4 separate regions of the Mus musculus genome follow, and all the other regions are linked to region 2. The links are chromatin contacts, called in public promoter capture Hi-C maps. All regions are on one chromosome and are shown on one strand. The core of a region is the stretch at or near the end of the contact, and the rest is flanking DNA. Distances in the headings are between cores, read along the strand shown.

The links. Promoter capture Hi-C pulls out the DNA fragments that hold promoters and counts their contacts.
Region 1: a promoter capture Hi-C map of embryonic stem cells shows a contact between it and region 2, with 3 times the contacts expected there. The contact joins the enhancer-like site here to the promoter of Upf2 in region 2. A contact is called at or near these places in 3 of 39 promoter capture datasets (3T3-L1-derived adipocytes, cranial neural crest and embryonic stem cells) and 2 of 115 datasets of contacts at active chromatin or transcription factors (embryonic stem cells and large pre-B cells).
Region 3: a contact with region 2 is called in a promoter capture Hi-C map of 3T3-L1-derived adipocytes, with 4 times the contacts expected there. The contact joins the enhancer-like site here to the promoter of Upf2 in region 2. A contact is called at or near these places in 7 of 39 promoter capture datasets (the 3T3-L1 cell line, 3T3-L1-derived adipocytes, embryonic stem cells and 3 more) and 1 of 9 other capture datasets (adipose tissue).
Region 4: a promoter capture Hi-C map of pre-B cells shows a contact between it and region 2, with 2.7 times the contacts expected there. The contact joins the enhancer-like site here to the promoter of Upf2 in region 2. A contact is called at or near these places in 2 of 39 promoter capture datasets (the C10 cell line and pre-B cells) and 1 of 484 Hi-C or Micro-C datasets (CD4 T cells).

The regions. Positions count from the first base shown.
Region 1 is chr2:5,161,284-5,164,518 of GRCm38.p6, reverse strand. The region is part of intron 2 of Ccdc3 (coiled-coil domain containing 3); the gene reads right to left. Among named protein-coding and RNA genes, the nearest start is that of Ccdc3, 25 kb to the right of the region's middle. Within about 2 kb of position 1,603, at least 16 of the 459 cell types and tissues checked have an H3K27ac peak or open chromatin away from gene starts, as enhancers often do. A contact at or near this core is called in embryonic stem cells, where this site is marked.
Region 2 is chr2:5,949,498-5,953,129 of GRCm38.p6, reverse strand. Upf2 (UPF2 regulator of nonsense transcripts homolog (yeast)) reads right to left here and starts at 1,661. Exons shown (of 22, transcript NM_001081132.1): 1 at 1,577-1,661.
Region 3 is chr2:5,293,332-5,296,805 of GRCm38.p6, reverse strand. It overlaps Camk1d (calcium/calmodulin-dependent protein kinase ID), which reads left to right. Exons shown (of 11, transcript NM_177343.4): 11 at 1-3,349. Among named protein-coding and RNA genes, the nearest start is that of Gm36906, 20 kb to the left of the region's middle. Within about 2 kb of position 2,210, at least 12 of the 459 cell types and tissues checked have an H3K27ac peak or open chromatin away from gene starts, as enhancers often do. A contact at or near this core is called in 3T3-L1-derived adipocytes and adipose tissue, where this site is marked.
Region 4 is chr2:6,705,481-6,708,842 of GRCm38.p6, reverse strand. The region is part of intron 2 of Celf2 (CUGBP, Elav-like family member 2); the gene reads left to right. Among named protein-coding and RNA genes, the nearest start is that of Celf2, 180 kb to the left of the region's middle. Within about 2 kb of position 1,347, at least 128 of the 459 cell types and tissues checked have an H3K27ac peak or open chromatin away from gene starts, as enhancers often do. A contact at or near this core is called in pre-B cells, where this site is marked.

The DNA of each region.
Region 1 (3,235 bases), core at 354-2,853, 790 kb after region 2:
GCAAGAAAGAGTACATAACTTCTGATTTAAGCTATGCACTTAACGTAGGTTGTAAAAGCTAACCACATGAGAAATCCCCTGCACAGTAAGTTCGATACACTGTTTTCTTAAAGGCGGGTTAGATTTAAACTTGAGAAGTTCAGTCTTAAGTGACCTCAAGGAATATTATTAACTTAGTTGCAAAGCTGGAAAAAGTTGAGGCTCTTTGGAAACTCTTACTACAGCCAAGAACTCCCTGTGGCCTCTTCTTTCGTCTGTCTCTCTCTCTCTCTCTCTCTCTCTCTCTCTCTCTCTCTCTCTCTCTCCCTCTCCCTCTCCCTCTCCCTCTCCCTCTCCCTCTCCCTCTCCCTCTCCCTCTCTCCCTCTCCCTCTCCCTCTCTCTCTCTCTCTCTCTCTCTCTCTCTCTCTCTCTCTGTGTGTGTGTGTGTGTGTGTGTGTGTGTGTGTGTGTGTGTGTCCCTCTAGGCAGTCCCTTTCCTAAGTTTAAATTAGGGTTATGGGCTTAGATCATCCCTTCTCCTCAAGCCCCTGATCCAAGCGAAGGCCAGTCTTTCCAGTAAACACCCTCCCCTCCGGGGTTTTCTCAACCTCTTTCCATCTCAGAAGAGTTAAGGAAGGTGCCCTTACCATGCATGGCACCCCATGCATCACCCTCCCCAAAAGAAAGGGGAGGCCCACACCCTAGTCTCCCATGAAAACAAACCCAAGTTTCATCTCCAGGTTCCCACCCCCCTGCCCTCACCAGCCCAGACTCTGCCTGGGCAGGTATATTCTGGAGTGCTAGGCAGCCCTACCTCTACCTGGCAGACATTAAATTAGCCTTATGCGATTCAGAAGTCTAGGAAAGGGGATTTTCAAAAGTGGAAAGAAATCCACCAGCCCAGTCCAGCCCGCTGATTTTCCAACTAGAGGAGAGGAAAATGGATCAACAAGAAGACAATCTTCCTACGGTCTCAGAACTTGCAAACTCCCCCTCCCACAGATGGGCAAAGCTTGCAGAACTGACTCTCACTAGCCTAGTGTCTGCTAGCCAGAAATCAAGTGGACAAAGTCCCGCCAGCCGTTTTTCTCATCTTACCAGCGCTTCTCACATATTACCACAGAAGCTTGCCACAGGAACATATACGGTATGCAGTTAACTAGTCGTTCTTACCAGAAGGGCTCAATGCATCCCGCTTTACCATCCCTCTCAGCTACGTTACCAAGAACAAGTTAGCCCACTCCCAATCTATAGGAGTGAGGTCTAGCTTCAATGGGTTGGAGCTAGCCAGGCTAAGAACCAGGTCACAGCTCAGGCCCCAAAGGTGTCTTCCACCGTGCATCACACTCTCTTCAGAACAGGAATGGCTAACCCCAGCATAGTTAGTTACATTTGTGTGTTTTGCCTCTGACTTCTGTGAGTCCTTGTATCAGAACCAGCTACATGGACAATGTCAGTTTGTCCTGCTAGCAGCTGGAGCACAGAACAACAGCCCAGATAAAGCCAGGAAGCGACCTCCGAGCCTCAGGGAATCTGGCTTCTGCAGTGCTGGCCTTGGAGCAGCCGGACAGGGAGTGGGTGGGGGTAGCAGCAGACACAGGCAAAGCCTGCCTGTGGGCAGATAACCATAAGAACAGCTCGGCAGGATTCAGTATTCACTCACACATTCACAGAGCATTTACTGAGCACATGGGAAACAAGCCACAGGGGTCAGGCCTGGCAAGATGGCTCTGCAGGTAAAGGACCTGACTTTGATTCAGAACCCACACGGTGGGAGAAAAAAACTGAGTCATACAAATTGTCCTAATTTCCAGATACATGCTGTGGCTTGCACATGTGCACATGCATGTACACACACACACACACACACACACACACACACACACACACACACTAAATATAATAAAATCTTTTACAAAGAGCACTGGAGTCAGAGGAGGGAGTGGGCTAGCAAAGGAGGTGCTGATATGGGGAATGGGATGGTCCAGAATTCTAAGACACACTCTGCCCTAAGAGGAGACTTATCAAACCAAAACTCCACAGTCACAAGGGCCAACATCTTGTGGGGTGTGCTCTCTTCATCTGGTCCCTGGGCTGCTTTCATCCATAGCATCACCACACAAACAGATAAAAACAGACACATGGGCCGTACATAGTGCTGTCTGTATACAAATAATTCAACCCTTGCTGAAAAGAAGACCAGAGAAGAGGGGATGAATCCTGAACCAGTGGAAGACAGAAGATGCTTGGAGTAGACGGACTGTTCTGAAAGACACACTAATGGCAGATACAAGCTATTCTGTATTTGCCCACACACAAATGTAACACCAAACATGGACCCTAATGAAAGCCATGGGGCCCGTGTGATAACAGTATCTATAACTGTAGGCTGACAGATCCTTAAAGCCATGTCCCACCCTGCTGGGGGTGTTGACAGTCAGGGAGGCTGCACATATGTGAAGGCAGCAGGTATGTGGGAGTTTCCTGCATCTCTATCCCACTTGCTGTGCTATAAGAAACAAAATCTATTTTTTTCTAGTTTGGTATATGTGTGTGTGTATAGGTGTGCTTACAAGTGTACACAGGTGTGTGCAGACAGTAGGGATCAATGTCTGATCTAATCCCTAGTTGTTCTTCAGTTTTGCTTTATTAGAGAGAGTCTCTCTCTCTCTCTCTCTCTCTCTCTCTCTCTCTCTCTCTCTCTCTCTCTCTCTCTCTCAACCTGAAACTCACTGGTTTGTCTAATTTGGCTGGCCAGTGAAGTTCAGGGATCCTCCTGTCTCCCCCTCCTTCCACAGTCAGTACTTTCCTAAGCTCCTGACTAAACCAACTCCCTGGTGCCAAATCTAATTTTTCCTTTTTTTTCCTTCCCCCAAGACAATGCCTCACATAGCCCAGGCTGGCCTCCAATTGCTACATAGCCTAGGATGACCTTGAACTTCTGGACCTCCCACGTGGCCATCAGTTTATGCAGTTCTGGGAATCAAACCCAGAGCGTCAGTCATGTTAGGCAAGCATTCTGCCAAGTAAGGACCACCCCCAGCCCGCAAACCTAGTCTTTACAAACCACTGCCTCCTCTCAATCATAAAATGATTAAATGGGGTGAGGGCTCTGAGTCACCCACTAGCCCACACTGTCTCTATACCAACGCTCTCCACAGCAGCCATCACCTCATGCTCTGGCCTGGACAAAGACTCTCACACGTCAGCAGAGGGCGCTGCACAGCATGGCAGGCTTCTGAGTGCCCCACCCCAT
Region 2 (3,632 bases), core at 412-2,911:
AATGACAATACACTTGTAATCTGTCAATTTAAATTCAATAAATTAAATCTAATAAAAGCACTAGATTCTTATTTAATAACAGCTAAATAATTCACCTAGAGTGTCTCCAAATTTCCCATGTAATATTATATTAAAGAAGTGAATATAAAAATTAGTGGTCTTGAAATTGAAATAGAATCAACTTTTACAAACTACTCTGCTAAGTACTCAGACAGCCCTTAAAAGGAAAGTATGATTGAAAACCACCTTTCTAGCTCCCAAAATACCGCTCCCGGCACTTGGTCTGTATTATTTTAGTTGCCTTTCTAAGTACATTCTAAACTTCCAAAAGAAAGTAAAAACTGTTTTACTAGTAAGACAGACTCTAATGCAGTGTCCTGGAGAGAGGACAGAGAACGGAGGTGTCCCCTAATACAGCTATAAGTTTGCTAAGTACCATATGGTCTATGTATGAAATCACAATCAGACTGCTCTGAAAACACTACAGAGTAAGAGAATGCTGGTTTACCTTTCAAGTCTGTGTTTTGAACTCAAAATGTTCTAAAGGTAGAACAGCACAGAGATATCTTCCGGTTTCTGAGTTTATTCTTTTACAAAATCCTTATATATGTACGAGACTTATTCAAATTTTTTCAGAGATTTCACCACAGCTCAAAAGTGGCTTTCCTGACGATCTGTACGACTTTTATGAACCCCTAAAAACTATGACAAATGAGAAGGGTCAGTAACAGTCTTATTTTCATCTAATGTGTCAATCGGTACATTTAAGGTTTTCTAAGAGCAAGGCTATTCGCTTCCATGCGTACCCCCAAACCTGTAAGCAGCCTCTGCTAGGCTTCTCTTTAGTTCAACAGTACTTGCTTGTAAGGGAAGTAATGAAAGCCTTGAGTTCGAGTCGAACAGTCAACCATCCTACCTGATTAAAAGGAAGTAAACCCGAACAGCCCCGTTGCCCCCCATCCGCAGGTCCGCTCCAAGCCTCTTCCCCTGCACACGCATCACCCACAAATCTCCCACAAACCCCCGCTGGGTCTCAGGGTCCCACCATTGACACACTTCCCGTCCACAACTCCTATTCCGTGGGGACATCTAAGCCCCAAGCCTAACTTCTCATCCCACACTCCCTCAGACTGCAGCCTCTCCAGCTCGACTGCCTACTCCACATCTTCCCCGCTCCCTCGTCCACGCTTCCCTCCGGACCGCCGAGCTCGCCCCAAGCCTCTCCTCGCACTCTTCCACGCCCCCGAACACCTTCCCCCTCCACGGCAGGCTCCTCCGCCTCCAGCCCCGACGCTGGGCCCAGGCATGCGGGGCAGACACCTCTTCTATCGCCCCTCACGCCGGCCTCGGCCGGGCCGAGACATCCCCCCCACATTGACCGGAGCCTCCGGGAGAGGGGTCTGAGGAGGACGACGTCCGATCCGCTCGTCCCTCCACTGCTCGCCGCCCCCGGAGAGCTGGAGTGCGGAGTCGCCTCTCGGGTCCCTCGGGGAGCAGGAGTCCGGACCGGTAGCCCTCCGCACCAGCTCGTCCCTATCGTCGGAGTGGAGGGGGAAGGAGGATCCCCGGAACTCACCTAGTGCCTGTTGTCAACATTAGCCCCGGGTTTCCCAGCACCAACTCCAGCGCTCGGGCTCCCCTCCCCTCCCCCCGCCGCTCTCGCAGACGAGGGCCCGCCTTCCCTCCGCTCCCCTCCTCCCTCCGCCCGTCGGCCCGCCCGCCCGCCACTCACCAACGCGGCCGGGCTGCTAGGGGGGCGGGGCGGAGCGCAGAGGGAAAAGGAAAAGGCTGCCCGCACGACTGCCTAGTCCAAATGGACCTTCGTCTCCGGTCCCTCGCTATGTGTTCAATCCCTCGTCTGGGTTAAGAAGTGATCAATCTATACCTAATCTCGAGGATGTGCTTCTCCTTCAGATATTCGTTGAAATTCTCCTATCTGTAAATTTTTATGTACAGGCAATGAATAGGACAACCGCTTCCAGCACCTCCAATCAGGGCCCCAGCAGAGGGGAGGAGTGTTCCAAGGACCGGAGGCGGGAAGTGGATTGGTCGTCAGGAAAGGGAAAGCGCCTGAATTGGAGATGCGCAGGCGCAAGCGATTCACGGCTGGGGGCGGGGGTGGGGGGAGCGAGAATGAGACGGGGCGGAACTCTAAGGAGGCATAGAAGAGTGGTGGGATAGTAGAATTACGGGGCGCTGTCGAGGTCAAGGTTGGTAACTTAGTTCTCCGAAGGTTGCCTGATGCGAACGTGAGGAACGGGTTCAAGAAGGCAAACTTTGATTGGACTAATACCGAAAGGTTGAAGGTTTAAAAAATCGAAAAGCTAAAGAACATGGCTGTTGAGGAAGGTAGAGGTAGAGTAGACTGGTGGGGGAATTTCCAGAACCGGTTTAAGGTGTTGGACATGAAAAACAGCTAAAATAGAGAGCAATCAAGGCTTTTCCCATTTGGAAAATATAGAAAGCCCTCTATTGTAAGTATTATAACTTTCACAGTGGAATGAAATCGCCCCGTTTTTAAAGGGATGGGGTTACGAACTTGAACCAAATTGACTGTGAAGTGCATTATCAGCTGCTCAACCTGTTTTCCCAAGTGGATATAATGTGCTTCTGACCTCCGATTCGTGTTCAGATTGTGGTCTGCTTAGATGTACATATGGTTCTGCTCTGGTTGGCCCATAGCCAAAGGAACAAAGGTGCAAAACAAGTCTGGATTCATCAGTGTTCAAGCCCGTACAATGATCTGCTACCAACCTTAGTGCTTGAGATGTCTTTGCCCCCTTTTTATTCAGCCTTTGCCCATTTGCTTTCTCCCTGCCCACTTCATTATTAGCAAGTAAATTCTCTTTCAAATTGTGCACCTCCTGGGTTAATTTTTTCTTGTTCAAAACAACCAATAGGTCAATCACGTAAAGGGCACCGAAGGAGGGAGAGGTGAATGCTGCCACTCTATGCCATTGATAAGTAATTATGAGAAGCTTTTTGTTTTTTGTTTTTCGAGACAGAGTTTCTCTGTGTAGCCCTGGCTATCCTGGAACTCACTTTGTAGACCAGGCTGGCCTCAAACTCAGAAATCCGCCTGCCTCTGCCTCCGGAGTACTGGGATTAAAGGCGTGCGCCACCACGCCCGGCTTTTTTTATTTTTTAATATTTATTTATTATTATACCTAAGTACACTGTAGCTGTCTTCAGATGCACCAGAAGAGGGTGTCAGATCTCATTACGGATGGTTGTGAGCCACCATGTGGTTGCTGGGATTTGAACTCAGGACCTCTGGAAGAGCAGTCAGTGCTCTTAACCACTGAGCCATCTCTACAGCCCGAGAAGCTTTTTCTATAACACACAACTGAGGACCACTTCCAAGTCGCAGGTCTCCTTTTCTTATTTTGTCTGTCTTACCCTGCTCCAGATCTGGTGGTGTGGTGGTTCACATCTGTAATTCAGCACAAGAGGATTGCTACAAATTAGAGGCCATCCTAGCACACAGCAAAATCCTATCTCAGAACAAGAAAGTATTTATTTCCTGGATCTAGAATGTAGTTTACAGCATTGCCTTATCTTGCATGAAGCCCTGGGCTCTAACTCAGGACCCCACTTAAAAACTGAGAAAAACTGGGGGCTGGAGAGACGGC
Region 3 (3,474 bases), core at 961-3,460, 660 kb after region 2:
GGGTGACAAAGTCTTAGCTCCCCCACTCTTCTCAGAGTCTGGAGACGTAAGCGGAGAAGTGCAGGACCAGTGTAATGAATGAACATACCAGTGTGCTTGGCAGCACCGTGTGGCCATACAGGCCCCCCTCTCAGACTGGGTTGCTAACACCAGTCTCTCCCCACACCTCCATTATATTGCCTTTTCACATTTGCTAGGCAAGTGGGCATGCATATCCTTACTTGGTTATGAAATATTGAAATACTTCCAGGAGAGTCTCTCCCTCTGCTTCCTGCCTGTCCTCCCCCCAAGGTCCTGCCCTTTACCTATACTTGAGGCAGAAAGAGCAGCTAATACTCATCCAAGACCAACCGTGAGTGGACGCTCTCACTACGTCTCCACAGAGCCAACAGCTTCTCATTCTAAAGCAAGGGATCCCTAGAGTTTGGAGCTTCATGTTGGGGTTAGGAAGTGACAGAGGCAGTGGGAGGCTAGAGGGGCAGGGAATGCCACAGAATCCCTGAGGGCATGGAGACTAGAGTGACTGAGATAACAATCCCAGTGTTGTAGGTAGCCTTTGTAACAAGCCCCAGCAAGGTTTTACCCCTTCCCACTGCCTCTAACCCAAAAGAGGCTCTGACGCCAAAAGATCAGCTGACATTCATATTTCTGTGTGAAAGAAAAGGACTATGGAGAAGGTATTTCGACAAACCAGAAGGTATGGATTCCTGCCCTCCACCTTGATTCTGGGTCACTTCTCAACACTACCTTGAGTCTCCAGCCGTACCACTTTGATTGTGACAGATATCAATGAAGATTCCTCCTTTTAAAAAAAAAAAATAGCCACCTCCACTTGCACACCAACTGGTAGTCTAGAGACACTACCTCTCTTTAGGTATCCCTAAGTGTGGTATCTGGAAACACAGGAGTTGGCTCAGTGAATCCCAGACTCTATTTACCTATTTATGCTTTTTGTTTCTATACTTCAGTACTGGATAGCTTGTCGATGGCAGAGAGAATTGGCCTTTACACCACAGGCCAAGTACAACATGGACACAGGAGATGAAACCAATTGGTCCTCTCAAGAGTTTTGACCCCCCTCCTATAGGATGCAAAACTTGATATGGTCAGAGTTCCTGGGTTTGATGATTTTTAGCATGTTTAAACATGTCTAAAGAACAGGACCCTGCCTCAAAAAACAAAAAAACAAAACAAAATAAAAAAGAGCAGGAAAAGCCCACCCAGTGGAAATGACTATGGATTTTAGAGCTTTAGGCTACTCAGAACTGTGACCAAAGCTGACTTTTCACACTGAGGAGACCAAACAGGTGCCAACACTCCAGGCTGCAGGCAGGAAGCTTAGGGGCAGAACCTCTCTGCCTTGAAGGGTTTGTGAAAATGCTGTGCTGGGTTTTTCTGGGCCATGAGGAATGAAAGTGAAGATAGGTGAAGGACAGCCCCTTCCATGTCTTATAACCAGAAATCACTTTCCCCAGGGTTGCATAACCACTTACTTCCAGCAAGTGAGATGTGGGGCCCCCCTTGCATGTCCTCCAAAACCAGTGCCCATCCCTTCTCACACTCTGACAACTTCCCTTTCCCTTAACCACATTCCAGACCAAACACTGTTCAGTTTGTTTCCAAAATTAAAAACCAATGTATATATCTGTATGTACTCCACTGCTCTGTAGGGGGTTTCCTGGTCCTAGGGTGGGGCTGCAGGCAGAAAAGGTATTCCAATCCTTTGGTTTTCAGAATTGAACGTTTTGAAGTGATTTGCTTGGTTGGTTGGGGTTTTTTTAATTTTGTTTTTCAAGCTAAGCTGGGAAAGTAGATTTTGAAAGGCAAACTTCCTTCCTGGAAACTCCACAAACATTTCTGTGCGGAAGAGTTAGTTTGAAATCTTCAACTCTGGGAGGTAGGCAAGTCTAAAAGACAAGGAAGAAGAGGAAAAGCCACATCCCATCTACCAGGTCCCTTCTTGGTGGTCTCAATGCATGAACGTCTGTCTGCAGCTCTGGTGTGTGCACAGGAACCTAGCCCCACTGTGAAGACAGCCCTGCATGCTGGCCACAGCCTGGCCTGCCTTCTCCCAGCAGAATCTTCATAATCATCAGGGAGGCCTTCGCCCTGCGCAGACTTCCCTGTGAACTCCAGTGGGAGCAGCTCAGCTTGTGGCTTTATGGGTTCTACTTCTGCAAACCCAAAGGCTGTGCATTTGGAAGCCAAATATTCAGTTCAGCATGTGGCTGCCAAGTCTGGTTTTGTGGACAAAGCAAACTGTGCAATGGCTTCTCTGTGTCTGTATTTTTCTAAGCCAAAGGGACGAACTATTGCATTGACATCCTGCCCCCTGTACTAAAGCTGCTTCCGCAGTCTCCATGACCATTCTTAACCTTTTTTGTCTCTGGGGGGATTTGTCATATAATTACTATGTCCTCTGATGTTTTACCAAACTGTGTTGCTTATAGGTGATTTTATTTTCCTTATGGATGGGAAAAACAGAAAATGAGAGACATCTTTGAGGCTTTAGTCAAAGACATCACTCAAAAGTTCCAAACACTAGTTAACTTGTTTCTCAATAGGAAAAAAATCTTAGTTTGGATAGACAATGATTCTGAGGCCCTCCTGAATAACCCTGCACTTTAGAAGACAACACCCTGGGGCAGAGCTGGCAGTGAGGCTACAAAAGAGGGGGTGGTGGTGAGGAAGGGACTAGAACATCATCTCGGATGTTTGTCCCACACTACAGGAGCTGCAGCTCTTCTTGACAGGCACTTGGCCATTTCAGGGCAACGTAAGGCTCTGTCCAGTGTTACAGCAGCAGGGCTGCATGTTTCAGAGAACATTTATCTTAGCCCACATTTGGGTGAGAAGACACCAAAGGTATATTCTGCCCAGAATATTGGAATAATGTCTAAATTGGCTTCTGTAGCTATTTATACATGATATAATTTGTCTCCATTCAGCTCTCTCCCAATGATGGGCATGTTTTCCCAACAGTTTCCATCAAGTCCAGGATTGGCCCACTCATTATTACCAGGCTTGCGATTGGTTTGGTTTTGGTTTTTGGTTTTTTGGGTTTTTTTTAAATTATTATTAAAAACATGCTTATCCAAAAAATAAAAAAATAAAGTAAAAAAAAAAAAAGTAAAAGAAGGGAAACTGTGCATTTATCCCATGCATGTAGTAAACTCTGCAAGAAGTTTAACCCCCATAAGTTTGCGGCACTGCAAAATTGTTCATGGGTCTATGTAGCAAATGATTCTCTGCCTTGACAATCATGTATACATATCGATTTCTATCATAATGATAATGAGATTGGTGACTTCTTGTTTTCCTCCAATAAAGAGAATTAATCACCTTTGGATGTGGGTTGTCTGTTTCCTATCATGAGTAGGATATTGCATTTGAACATCTCTCTCTCTCTCTCTCTCTCTCTCTCTCTCTCTCTCTCTCTCTCTCTCTCTCTCTCTCTCTCTCTCTTTCTCTCTC
Region 4 (3,362 bases), core at 98-2,597, 760 kb before region 2:
CATTGTGCACACCACTGCTGCCCTCCAGGCACATTGTCCTTCTCCCTGCTCCTAATAGAGACAGGGAGCATCCAGCTTCAGTGTTGACACTGAGCAACATGCTTCAGTGGGACAAAACAAAACTGGACTTTGGGGGGTTTGTTTATTTGTATATATTTTAAAGTCTTTTGTAAAATACTCAATAAGGAATTACATTTTATAGTGAAGGGCCATTTTGTCCTTTCTCTTTCCGACTCCTTAAGTAACTTGTTCACTTTGGTGATGATACTGATTAACCCAGGACAGGATAAGGAGATCTTTTAGCTCCTGCTGTTTCCAAAACATTTCCCCCATACTGTAATGAAAGGGGAGGAGAGGTTTGTGGGCAGTTACAATCTCCATCGATCCTGAGGGAAGCTGATGTGTTTTAACAGTGGCCTTAGAGGGCAACCATGTGTAGCTCAATTCACACAGCCTGATTAAAACAAGTAATAAACAAACAAACAGCAGCACAGGGTTCCTGGGAGAAGGTAAACTTTGACTGGGAGCTCTTGCCACATTACCTGCTGCGTGCCCTCTGTCCTACTGCAGTGTCACTTGGTCTTTTACTAAGCAACCCAGTTAGGCAGAGAAAAGTAAGTGCCATTTCCAGGCCCAGTCCCCACTCCTCGCCAACCAGGCTGCTGAGTGTGTTACTCTCTTTGTGAAGTGGACATCTGTCAAACGGGAGCTCAACTGTGACTAGCAGTTCATTTTACACAGGCCATCATACAGCTGCCAGATGGTGACAGGCCTTAGCTGTTTTGTGAGTCCAGTGTGAGTTGTTCAACTCGAGAAGTGGAAAACACAGTCTTTCCACAAGCCTATGACTCTTCAGAGAAAATGCTTCTGGAAGCCAAGACTTTGCTCTAATCTGAGTGAAGGTAGAAAAAGACTTAAGAAAGGGTAATGAGTAAATATACCACATTTAAAAATTGCTTCTTTTAGGTTTTAGTCTTTATCTAATTGTGCTTTAATCTGTGTTTGGAAGCACTGCTTTTAAGCCAGACATGCCAGACTTTAGAGTTAAGTCCCAAGGCCAATAAGTTTGAGATCATTTAAGAAACAAAAGGGGAGTGCCATGGCAGAACCTAGTTGTCTAACCAAGCTCAGTGCCATGGCAGAATGTGGTTGTCTAACCAAGCTCATCACTAGTGTGTGGACCTGCCACACATCCTCAGGACTGGGATGCTTGGGAGATAAGGAAGAGATACTGGCTCTGGCTTCCTTCACCATGCATCAGCCAAGGAGCTGCATGAGAGTGAATAGAACTGTGGTGAGCTGCCCTAGCAACAGTCCTGTGCTACCGACTCTCCATCACATGTCTGCAATGAAAACACTGTGCTTTGAGAGGACTTTAAAGTCAGGAAACCGTTAAACCACACTGCATCCTCCTTTGCCCTCAACCACTCCCCCTCCCCCCCTCAGGAAAATGGACCCTCTTTTATAGAACAGGAACCTGAAACAAAGATTAAGTGGTATGTTTGAACAGAGTTTATAATCCCAGGAAAATTGCTGATCTAGTCTTAAAATCTAACACATCTTTCAGAGTAATTTTTAATGTTCTTGCTTCTTTTACCTAAACCATGTGTGTTTCTTGTGACCTTGATTTAACCTTAATAGTGTATATGAAGTTCAAAAGGCAGCTTAGCCTCCATCTTTTTTGTTCCTGGCATTTTTTTTTTCAAATAAAAAGAGTCATATAATATTATACTGTTAAAAATCAAAGCTCGATGAACACTTTGAAAATCTTTTTGAGTTTTTAAGACTTATTTTCATAAATCTTCATACATTTCTTGTTAGAAGAATGTCTTTTGTATTCCAAAAACTCCTATGCCTCGATCAGTGTCTAGAATGAGAGAGACATTCAAAATTCTCCGAAGACTGACTGAATGAAATGAGCTCTACTTTGTGGCTTAGCACTAGCTTACCCGTTTTTAGTTATTCTCACCAAGCAGGCACAAGCTTCTGTACATCTGTGCGCTTACACTGCCATCCCTATGTGATAGACAGTGTGAGGTAGCCTGGAAATACAAGGACAGCGTGGTCTAGGTCCACAGCGTTTTAATACTCTTTTAGAAATTGGAGTAGAGTGTACCATTTTATAGTTGAATTTGTGTTTGTCTGTGCTTGCACATGCATGTATGTATTATAGAAAGGGGAATTGTAACATTCTTTTTTAAAGCTGTGACCAAAGAAATGATATTAACAATAGTAATGTACAAATCAAACAAAAGAATATCAGTACTGTTCTGTGTTCATTTTCGATGTGTGCATTACCTTGCCAGATACACACTAAAAACCAGACTTCTAATAGTAGAACTTACTAGGTTTCAGGGAAGGCTGCACCTAACCTCTACTCAGCACAGCTAAAAAGGAAGTTTTCACTTGGGCTGGCAAGATGACTCGTTGGTTAAGTGTGCTTGTTGGACAAGGCTGATGATTTGAGTTTGATCCCCAGGACCCACATGAAAGGGGTCGGTAAGGACAGACGTCACCAAGTTGTCCACACACACCTTTTTTTTAAAAAAGATGTTTGCTCTACCCACAATCCTGCTGTGATGTCTGTTAGCACTCCAAAATGTACAGAACTGAGGCGCTTCTTATGTGTGGTTCTATTTATTGACGCATTTATAACCCTCAGTTACTTGGGACCAGAAGGAGCAGACCGACAGTGCGTTTTATAAATTGCTGAACTGACACTTTTGGTACTGGGGCATATGCGCTTTACTAGCTTCAGTACATCTCTGTGCCAGGTTTAATTTCTGTTTCCCCTTCGCCTACCAGATAGAACACTAACTTTACATAAAAGGTATGGACTTGAATGATGGTATAACTGAAAAAGTTACTGGTCATGATTGAGAACAGGGTGTGTGAAGTAAGATCGTAACTGCCCTCAGTCTCTGACCTCCAACCCCTCCATGATCTAGAATAAGCTGCTTGATTTCTCCTGCCTTAGCTTCCTAATCAACAAAGCCGCACGGGGTTGTTACACAGTTAAGTAAAGGAGATCCTAATTTAGAGCACTCGTGGATGCCTTATGTCCAAGAAGCTGTTTCTTCAGCTGAGGAAGCGGAAGTACAAGTTAGATGAGAACAGCCTTTGTTCAAAGCAGTTTGGCCTTTCAGTAAAAGCAGTCCTCAGTGTCATGGCAGTAATTACAGCATGGATACTTAAAGACTGCTTATGTGCCTGGATAGTGCCAAGGGCCTACTCTCCACTCTTATTACATATTCTCACAGAAATATCTAGGGCACGTTGTGCCTCCCTCGATACCTCGTGTGTTCTGTATTATGCTGCAGTTGTGTGTGCACTTTTATTGAACTTTCAGTTTCTTGCTTTCA